Regions from separate parts of the Columba livia genome. Here region 1 is linked to region 2. The links are chromatin contacts, called in public Hi-C maps. All regions are on one chromosome and are shown on one strand. Each heading gives the region's core, a stretch centred on a gene start, on an enhancer-like site or on the middle of the called end of the contact. The rest is flanking DNA. Distances are from core to core; before and after follow the strand shown.

What was found. Hi-C and Micro-C count contacts between places; a contact is called where the count stands out from the background.
Region 1: a Hi-C map of liver shows a contact between it and region 2, with 5 times the contacts expected there. The contact joins two enhancer-like sites. A contact is called at or near these places in 2 of 2 Hi-C or Micro-C datasets (crop and liver).

Annotation. Positions count from the first base shown.
Region 1 is chr10:4,666,196-4,670,609 of bColLiv1.pat.W.v2, reverse strand. No RefSeq gene overlaps it. Among named protein-coding and RNA genes, the nearest start is that of NOL8, 17 kb to the left of the region's middle. Within about 2 kb of position 2,374, at least 2 of the 3 cell types and tissues checked have an H3K27ac peak away from gene starts, as active enhancers do.
Region 2 is chr10:4,617,615-4,622,155 of bColLiv1.pat.W.v2, reverse strand. All of the region lies in intron 8 of IARS1 (isoleucyl-tRNA synthetase 1), which reads left to right. Among named protein-coding and RNA genes, the nearest start is that of IARS1, 16 kb to the left of the region's middle. Within about 2 kb of position 1,560, at least 1 of the 3 cell types and tissues checked has an H3K27ac peak away from gene starts, as active enhancers do.

The DNA of each region.
Region 1 (4,414 bases), core at 1,125-3,624, 48 kb before region 2:
CACTGGCCACCCCAGTAGGCCCTGTGCCCGGCTGCAGGACGGATGCTTTGCTCTGGCCCTGCTCCATCGAGTCATGGCCATTCTCTTTCCTTGCTGACATAGCAAATGGCAACAGAGAGTTCCTGAGAAGATTCATCCAAGCACAACTCCCAAGGTTTGCACAGCAGGGCTGATTTCGCTCAGGCCTGCTTGCGGGGGATACCTGAACCAAAGTACTGCTCACCCTGTCACACCTGGTGGAGTCTGCAGTGGACTCAGTGCTGCTTGGTGAGGACATGTCTCTGCTGCCTGGGCGCCCACCAGAGCCCACAACGTGGGCTGCCTTCCCCTGGGGACTCTTCCTGCCCTGGTACTGCAGCACCGGTGCCAGAGACCCCCCAGGGACTGATGAAACGGCTCCTTCGGCTGCCGTGTAGCTAGCCCAGGTACAGTAAGTGTCAGGGGGTAAGTGGCCTCTCTTCTGTATTTACCTAATGTTTGCTTTTTTTCCCTGCACAAGAAATCTGCATATGCCTTCAAGAAGGCAGCTGGCAAGGGAAGGTTTCTGTCTTCCCTGCCCTACCTGTTCCTTCCTGGACCTTTGCAGGATCTTTTCCTCACAGAAGGATGGGAAGCTCAGGTGTGTTAGGAGATGACTGTGAGCGTTGGTAGGGGTGAATGGTCAGCAATGGAGAGGCTTATGTATGTCTCTTCCACTGAGATTCCCTTGTTGTTTATTTTGGGTAAACCAGAGGTTAAATGGCAAGTCAGTGACTGGCAAAATAAACCACAAAGATGAGATAAGCAAGCTGAAAACTGTCTGGTCTTGAGAGGCGCAAGTTAAGAGCATGGAAGATCAAAAAGTGAATAGCCAAAGTACTAAAGTACTGAGTAGATGAAAAAGAAAAATTGTATTTTTTTGGAAGTGGGTTGGTTTGCTTGGTTTGTTTGTTTGTGTTTTCTCCCTATTCCTTCTGAAGTTTGTCTGAGTCATGTTTTTATTTTGGGTTTTTTTTCTGTCATCAGAATTCATTTCACATTCTAGAACTTTGAAAACAGCAAAAAATTCTTAGTCTTATTCTTTGGCAACCATGAAAGGATAAGTTCGTAGGTAACAGGCTTTATGTTTGAAAGCCGTGAGATCAGACTCCATTTTTAAATACCCTGGTGTGTTATGCTGCTTTGTGAAGATCTTAAATTGAACTGGTTTTTGTGGTGAACTGCTGAACACCGGGCATCGTAGGCTGAAGAAGCGTAATGATGCACCATTTACAGCAGTGTAGGGTTTCAGTCAAACCTAATCTTTTCAAGCCACTTTAGGCATTAAAGAGGTTCATCAAAGCGCCAAATTAGCAAAGAAATAAAAGTGCTGGGCACCTCTGACCAGCCCTTCTGACTTTGCTGGAGTTTGCAAGTTTCAACCTGCATGGATTTTCATGCATTTCTCTTTCACCTGGAGAAGGTGAAAGAGCACTAAGCTGAATTCTCTTTGATTTTTACCATAACAAGGAACATGTTTGTACCAGTTTGCCAGGAGGTATTATGCAGTAGCGCATTACTAGAAAATCCTCTTTCTAGTAAATCTGCACTTAGGCGTGGATCAGCGTTGACGCTTGCACAAAATGGCTGACTGGTTGTGCTAACGGTCAGTGCCTTCCTGGAATCTAATCACTCAGGTTACTCAGGTCCTCGGAATATTTTGACACTAAAGACTGCTGTATCAAATCACTGTATTAAATTTATATGACTGGGCAAAGGAATACCTGACTGCTTTTTGAAAGTTTTTTTTACATATTTGCAAAATTATGAAGGTGGCACACTTTCATGTCTTAAAATTTAGTAGGCTTTTTCATCATAATGTTTCATCTGTCATATTTGAGGATATTGCAAACATGAATGTTTAGTACCTTTGTTCAGTCTTCCCTTTCATCCCCTCTGTATTTTGACATATCTTTCCTTACAATCCTGTGCTTTCCCCTGTGGTGTTTCAAGTCAGATGTTTGGCATATTATATTTGGGTGTTGCTGCTGGTTTGTGTGGAAAATAGGAGACATTTTCACTGGAACTACCTGCTCTGTCAGCAGCAGCAGGATATAAATCCTGCATGCTGGGAGCCGAACGCCGGTCGCTCTGCAAGAGCGGCCGTGGGGCCCGTGTGGTGGCCGTGGGGCCCGTGTGGTGGCCGTGGGGCCCGTGTGGCTGCTGTATCGGGTTCTCCCTGGTGGCGGCAGCCGGTGCCGGTAAGATAGCAGGGGGAGGCAGTCGCACCCAGCGTCACCTACCGTCCCATTCCCTTCTTCCTTGGCGTTTTGCTTTTCCAACAGGGCTGCATTTGTTGCTTTTTTAGCTTCTGTTTAGCTCTGCGGTGTCTCCTCTGGAGCCTGCAGTTCTCTGCACCTGTGGTTCTGCCCTGTTCTGCAGTAGCCAGTTCTACACTGTTTCAAGCCGTTTACACCATTTTGTTGATAAAACAACGTCCCTGCCTTTCAGCAGACTGTGTAGTTACTAGGTCTGCGTGCACACAAGGTAAGGAACTAACTTGTTTAGAGCGGCAGTTGTTTTTTTCTGAACGTGAGTTAGTATGTCCCAGCTGCCTGACGGAGCCGAAAAGAGGCCCCCGCTGTCACCACTGTTCGTGCCAGACCAAGGCTGTGTGCTGTGAGCTTCCAGGCCTCCGGTGCAGAGGGGAGGGTGGGGAAGATGGCGGCAAAACAAGCAGGAAAAAGGAGAGACCAGTTGCTTCCAGAAGCAAAACTCGGCTCCCTGTTATGTCATACCTGTTTCCTCCCCCCACACCTAAAGTCACACTCTCCTCTTCCCCAGACAGCCTGATGTATGAAGTGCCTTCAAGAAATCATTGGAGCAGCACAGCATTTTAGGAACACCTGTGGAAGCCATCACTGCCCATCTTTGCAGAAAGCAGGTGCTGTTTTAAAGCAGCATTTCATTACTGCAGATCTATTAACGGCGATTTTGTATAATCCAAAAATAGCTTGTTCAGTTTGAGAGTGAGGACATTCTCCCTAAAGGTCCTGGGAGCCCAAGGCCATGGCCGTGCTATGTTCAGAAGGCGTATCACTGGTTATCTTCCATCCAGCTGGACTGAGTACAGCAGTACTCAAATAGCAACACCAGGTTCAGCATGGGCTGAACAAGGGTCCAGCTTCCCAAGAGGCTTCTAAAACCTGGAGCGGTGAAAGCTTCGCCTGGCCTGGCTGCTACAGACGTTTTACTACGCTGCAGCATAGTAATGTAACTTTTTGCTGTGACTGATGAGTGAGAATACCATTCAAATCATTAGGACAGAAAATCTTGAGGGCTTTGTCCTGCTACCAAGCTACTTACGTTTGAGTGTTCGTGTATTCAGCAAAGTAGCTGAATGTAGTTATTGAATGAAACTGCATGTAGTTCTATGCTTTTGGAAACAGAAAGGTAAAATGCATTCACATAAGACCCCAATGAAAACTTGTTTTTAGCCCATGTTTACTGCTGACTAATGGCCTACTTGCTGTTGGTTCATACAGAGCAGCTGTACTTCAATGGCAGCAATGTTATCCTGTGTCCAGGCCCTGGGTGTGCACCTTACCTTTGGAAATACAAAAGTATTATCTAACTACTTCTGCTGATGTTACTGTATTTAAAAGAACATATGCATGTCAGAAGAGAGGGTAGTGAGCATGTGCATGTTGTTACTCCGTGGCCAATGTGAGATAACGTGGTAAATCATAACCACAAAAGGTTTAAGGTCATTCATTTTACATTGCACTGTCAATTCCCATGATTCAGCTGAGAAGTGGTAATTCTGTATAGCTTGATAACTTGTTCTCATCCAAGGCATGTAAGTGCTGAAACACTTGAGTGGAACGGTGCCTTGAAAAGTCACACCAACACCACTTTGTATGATGGTGGTGAACAGTCTGTTCCTTACAAAACTGTTGGTACTGCAGCTTGCACTAAAAAAGATGATGGCAGTTGTCTTACAGGCATTAAGTTTTCATGTTTTATTTAACATATTGCTGAGCAAAAATGAAGAATCATTCTTGTTTAATTTGCTTACACATTAATATTTGGATTTGATACCTTTGTCCTGGAGAATGGCAGTTTCAGACTCTCATATAACACAGTCTGATACAAATTCCTAAAAATCCTTATCAGGAGACTTTGGCTTGATTTTTCCGAGCAATGGAGTGCTTTCTGAATGCAAACATGCCCAAAATATCAGTGTAGGTAACTGCTATGTAAAAGGTTCTTGTTTTAAACGTCTGATCATGGAAGTGGTATCCTCAACTAGGAGATTACTGTGGAAACCTTAATACATTAAATCTGCATTTGCTCATTATATCCAGAAACTTTTGACACCTTGGCTAATATGACCAACAATGCTTGGTAGGGTTTTGTTGTTGTTGTTTTGATTTTTGTTTAGACAAAAAGTATG
Region 2 (4,541 bases), core at 311-2,810:
AGATTTCTGGTCTTTCTCCTGGCATCAGAAATCATGATCTCTGCTTATTTTGGGTACAGACTCTAAAATTTAAACTTTGGTTCTGAGATCTCTGTGGCATTAGTTTTCGGGGAGTATATAGGCAGACATCCTCTTAATTTTTTACCTCTTTGCTTCCTTCTTAATTTTCTTGTAATTGTGTAATGCTTTTGACAGGATAATCTACAATTTTGTAAAAATATCAGATTGTTACCTAGGCAATCATCAAAATTGAAACCTGTATTACTGAAATTACATTTTATGTGCATTAGGAGTGTTCATTTGAATGGTATGTTCTAGTGTTTTGTTTTATTTTGTTGTATTTTTTAAAAAAAACTTCTATGTTATATAAAAGTTCCTTTTTAAATTAAAACCAAAAACTTTAGTGTCCTGATAAGTATCAGAGAGACACTGTGGATTAATTTCTGCATCGACTGACTTGGTGACCATATTGGCCTGCTGTTAGGCCCAGAAAAAACGCTTTGATGATAATAGTGGTAATGAACATGGTAACCATGAATTTTGTGGTTAAAATAAGGGAAGGGCTTTGTCTTTAGTCTTTTAATCAGCTAAACCTACCTGTTTAGGGTTTGGGTTTCTTTTTGTCTCTAGCTCTTCCTGAGGCTTGCAGTTCTGGAGTGCTCTCAACTAGAATTTGTTGCTTTCTGTGAAATATGCTTTCATCCATGATGTTTATGTTGAGTTCAGTGACCTAATGTAATAGTCATGATAAATGTTGTTTCCAGTGGTGGCTGATTTTGTCCAAATTATTTAGACTTTAACTAGTTTAGGACTCAGACACCAAATACGTCGTTTATTAATGTCTTGTTTTGCAGTGATACCATACTAGCTCAGGATGCTAGAGAGCATTCTTTTTCGTATTTTGTAATGGGTGTGTTGGAAATGACTGCTTTGTAAGCATTTTGGTGCCGTGCCATATGGTGGTTGACAGAATAGAGTTAATTTTCAGCCTACTAAATTTTGACTTGCAACAAAATTTCATCCAATGCTAAAATCGTGGCTTCCTGGCAGAATTTTTCAGGGGAATGTTGGTGTCATTAAGAGATGAAACTGCAATGGTTTCTTATGTGAAGACAGTCAGCTCCTGAGGTCTTAGATATGTTGAATAGAATTTTTAAGTTCTAATTCTGTAGAATTTGTATATCCACACTGCAGCTAGCTTGAATCTCAGTGAAAATGTGTCCTTCACTGAAAACAGTACAATGAGAACACTGTTCTTGAGCTAGCATGGAAACAACAAGCAATATTTTCTTGCCTTTTTTTTTTTTTTACAACTCATGAGATGGATGACACTGAGAGCAGTTTGATGTGATGCGATCTTAAACTTCTTACTAATCTATAAGCGGTCCGAAAGAAGTGTGTGAGCATTGAAAAAGAAATACAAACACAAACCAAAAACCAACTAGTAAATTGTCTTCCCTGCTGGCTTCTCACGTAGCTATCAGGCCAGCTGCAGGTTTTCAGCTCCAGAGGAGATTCTCCGTGGCCACTGAGGCAGAGCACTGAGGTGCTGACAATGGTCAGAGCTGCGGAGCTGCTGCTCTGATCACCTGCAATTCCGGGATCCTGCTTTGCACAAAGCTTGGGGTCAGTTAAACAGGTTTCTGTCACCATCCAGTGGCTAAATTTAGAAATTGCAGTCCAAATTTTTAAAAAACAGTTGAAAGCTGCATGTATCTTTTGAAAGGCTTGCGTGTATAGTGTGAAACCACCACGTGCTCATGTAGCTCACTGTAGCTATTGCTGTACCCTAAGAAGATACTCTTGAGTCTTTTTGTGATAACACTGGATAGTGGGTGGGGAGAGAAGGAAAACGATTCCTAGTTATGGTAACAAATTGGTACTTCATGTGTTTGAGAACATAGCTGCATGCTGTAAGCATCTCTGTTTGCTGAGGCAATGCAGTATGGAGCTCCCTTTGGTGATGGGGCTTTTTGTCCATTTCTGCCTTCCCTCCACTGGACCCATCTCAGTTGCTCCAGCCTCAGTTTTTAGGGTTGTTATTAAGAGGAGACCTCCCCTTCCTTACCAGGTGTGTTCTATAGTGGTGTCAGCCCTGAGATGTCCCCGCACCATTTCTAGGCTGCAGCTGAAGAGGTCGTAGGTACCTCCTGAAACTGTAACATTTGCCTTGAGTTGCCTGATTCCCTGTGTGTAGCTTTGCTTTTGTTTTGGCGCAACATTTTTTTTCCATGCTGTGTATTTTCCAGATGAACTCTTGTCACTAAATATCTGTGTCCCGCTGCCTTAGCCCTTCTCAGCGAGAAGGTGAAGGGGGACTCCCCATTGAGAGGAGGACTGGTTTATTGTAGAGATCAAAGCAACTGTATTGTTATGTTGCTTATTCCTTTTCTGTGAAGCAGTAAAAGTTGGGGTTTGATTTAGTTTTCTTCTGCCTGTGGAATTATCCAGCCTAAACCAAAATGATTTGGGAACAGCAGATCTCTGGGTCTTAATAGGAATAACTATGCATTTTGTGTTTTCTGTGACTCTTCAATGATTCTCTAGAGAAATAGTGTTCGTAAGATTTTTTTTTTTTTTGTCCATTTTTCTACTAGCTATCTGCGTTTATTCTCATACTGTTGTTTGTTTTATGCACTTAGTGTTCTATGCTCCTTTTTGTTACCTTCTTGCCATTGCAGCCTTCTTGTTTTATGTCCTTACCTGTATTTTGAAGGAGGATTACACTTTGGGTGATCATTGGGGTAAGTCTAGTATCAGTTTCAGATATCATTTAACATGCTGAGCCTAGAATTACATCAGGGAATGCCCTTGCTTTTGCTGAGAGCTTGGAGGGTAGATCTGGAGCAGAGTGATATATATGCTGGGGTTCTAAAGCTTTCACTGGTAGTGGAACATAATACTTGAAAACTTCTGCACTTAAAATTCTCAGGCGACAGAACAAATGCTTTTTCTGTCTCTCAAGAAGGTGTCGTTCAAAGATGCTGTTCTGAAGACAGGCTGGCTGTGTTTGTTAGTGGGCTTAATATGTTCTTCGTATGTTCATGCTTCTTTTGACTCCTGCCCTGTGTTTTTTGTCCCCATGCATTTGTGTTGGAGTGTTGTTTGTTTTGGTGTTTTTTGGTTTTGTGTTTTGTTTTGGTTTTTGTTGTTTGTTTTAATTTCGTTTTGTCTTTTAAGTGTTCTTGATGAATCACAGGAGAACCTTTTCCTCAGAGTCCGTGCTGTTTGGATGCAGTCTGTTTGCTCAATTGTGTAGATGATGGGACTTTTTTTCTTACATAGTGTGGTTTGCGTGATTTTTTTTTTAAGTCTACAGAGGCTGTTAAGTTTTTTATCTTGACATGAACTGATACTGGGGCACACAGCAATAATTCTGTTATCCATACTACCATGGATGTGTTGAAACACACTTCTAGCTCCTGCTGTTGTAATGTTTTGCCCACCTTACTTTTGCCTTTGTCAGTAACATAGTTCATTTTTGGTTTTTTTTAATAAAAAGAGGGAAAAGTACTCTATGTGAGACTGAAAATACTTTTTCAATATCAGTAATGGGTACTTTCATTTTCTGGAAAGCTAGGAGCTTTCAGACCTTTAGAAAACCCTTAGACCGTGAGTCATTGCAAACAGAATCACTGGATCACATGAGATCACTCAATGCCCCAATGAAATAGACTGAAGAACTTGAGAAGCTCTAAGATCAAATCTGTTTTATCAATGCGAAGTGAATGTATGATGTGTTTGAGGAGGGCATCTTGATTTCGCATCTGCTAGAGGATACTGTGGGGTGTTGGATTTTGTGTGAGATGCCAAAGGTATTTTGAGTATTGTGTTGACAGATTCAGTATCTTTTGGAAGCAAAAGCTCCCCTTGTAGCAGTTTTATGATATCCATGTAGTGTTTGCATGGTGTGTATGTGACTTGGATCGACTATTATTTTAGCAAAATTCCAATTTTTTGGAAATTATGCCTATGAAAATAACTCAGTCTTGGTTACTGACTGGGTTTGAACCAGTTTTATCATACATTCCTGACACTTTTGGAGCAACAAATATATGTTTTCAGTTTGTGTTGTGCTTTTTAGAAATTGAAGCTACCTTGCATCTCTAGGGACCAGATTCTATGTTAACAAGTAGCTGAAATATGCATCTTCAGTTCACCTTTTCCCTAGCTTTGCTTTTCCTCAGTAGCGGAGTATGTAAGTGCTGCTGCCAGAGCCAAGAGGATGTAACTAAATTTATTTACATTTGAGAAGAAATGTAGAAGAATTTACAGCAACAGGATTTAATTTCTAACTTCTGCGCATTAAACTTTTTCTGATTGCCACTAAGAGCCCTGTGGTTTTGTTAGCTTGCTTCTTCAGAACAGACTGCGGTTTCAGTTTTGCCTTAAAAACCGGAGTATCTTTCCAGCAAATTGTCAGCGTTTTGTGGGTTAAAACACTTTGATCGGTTATAGTCTAAAATACCAAATACTGAATTTTTAAGGAAAACATGATATTAATCTTTAGTGTTTGAGCCAGCTTGATCTGTGGTGGTTGC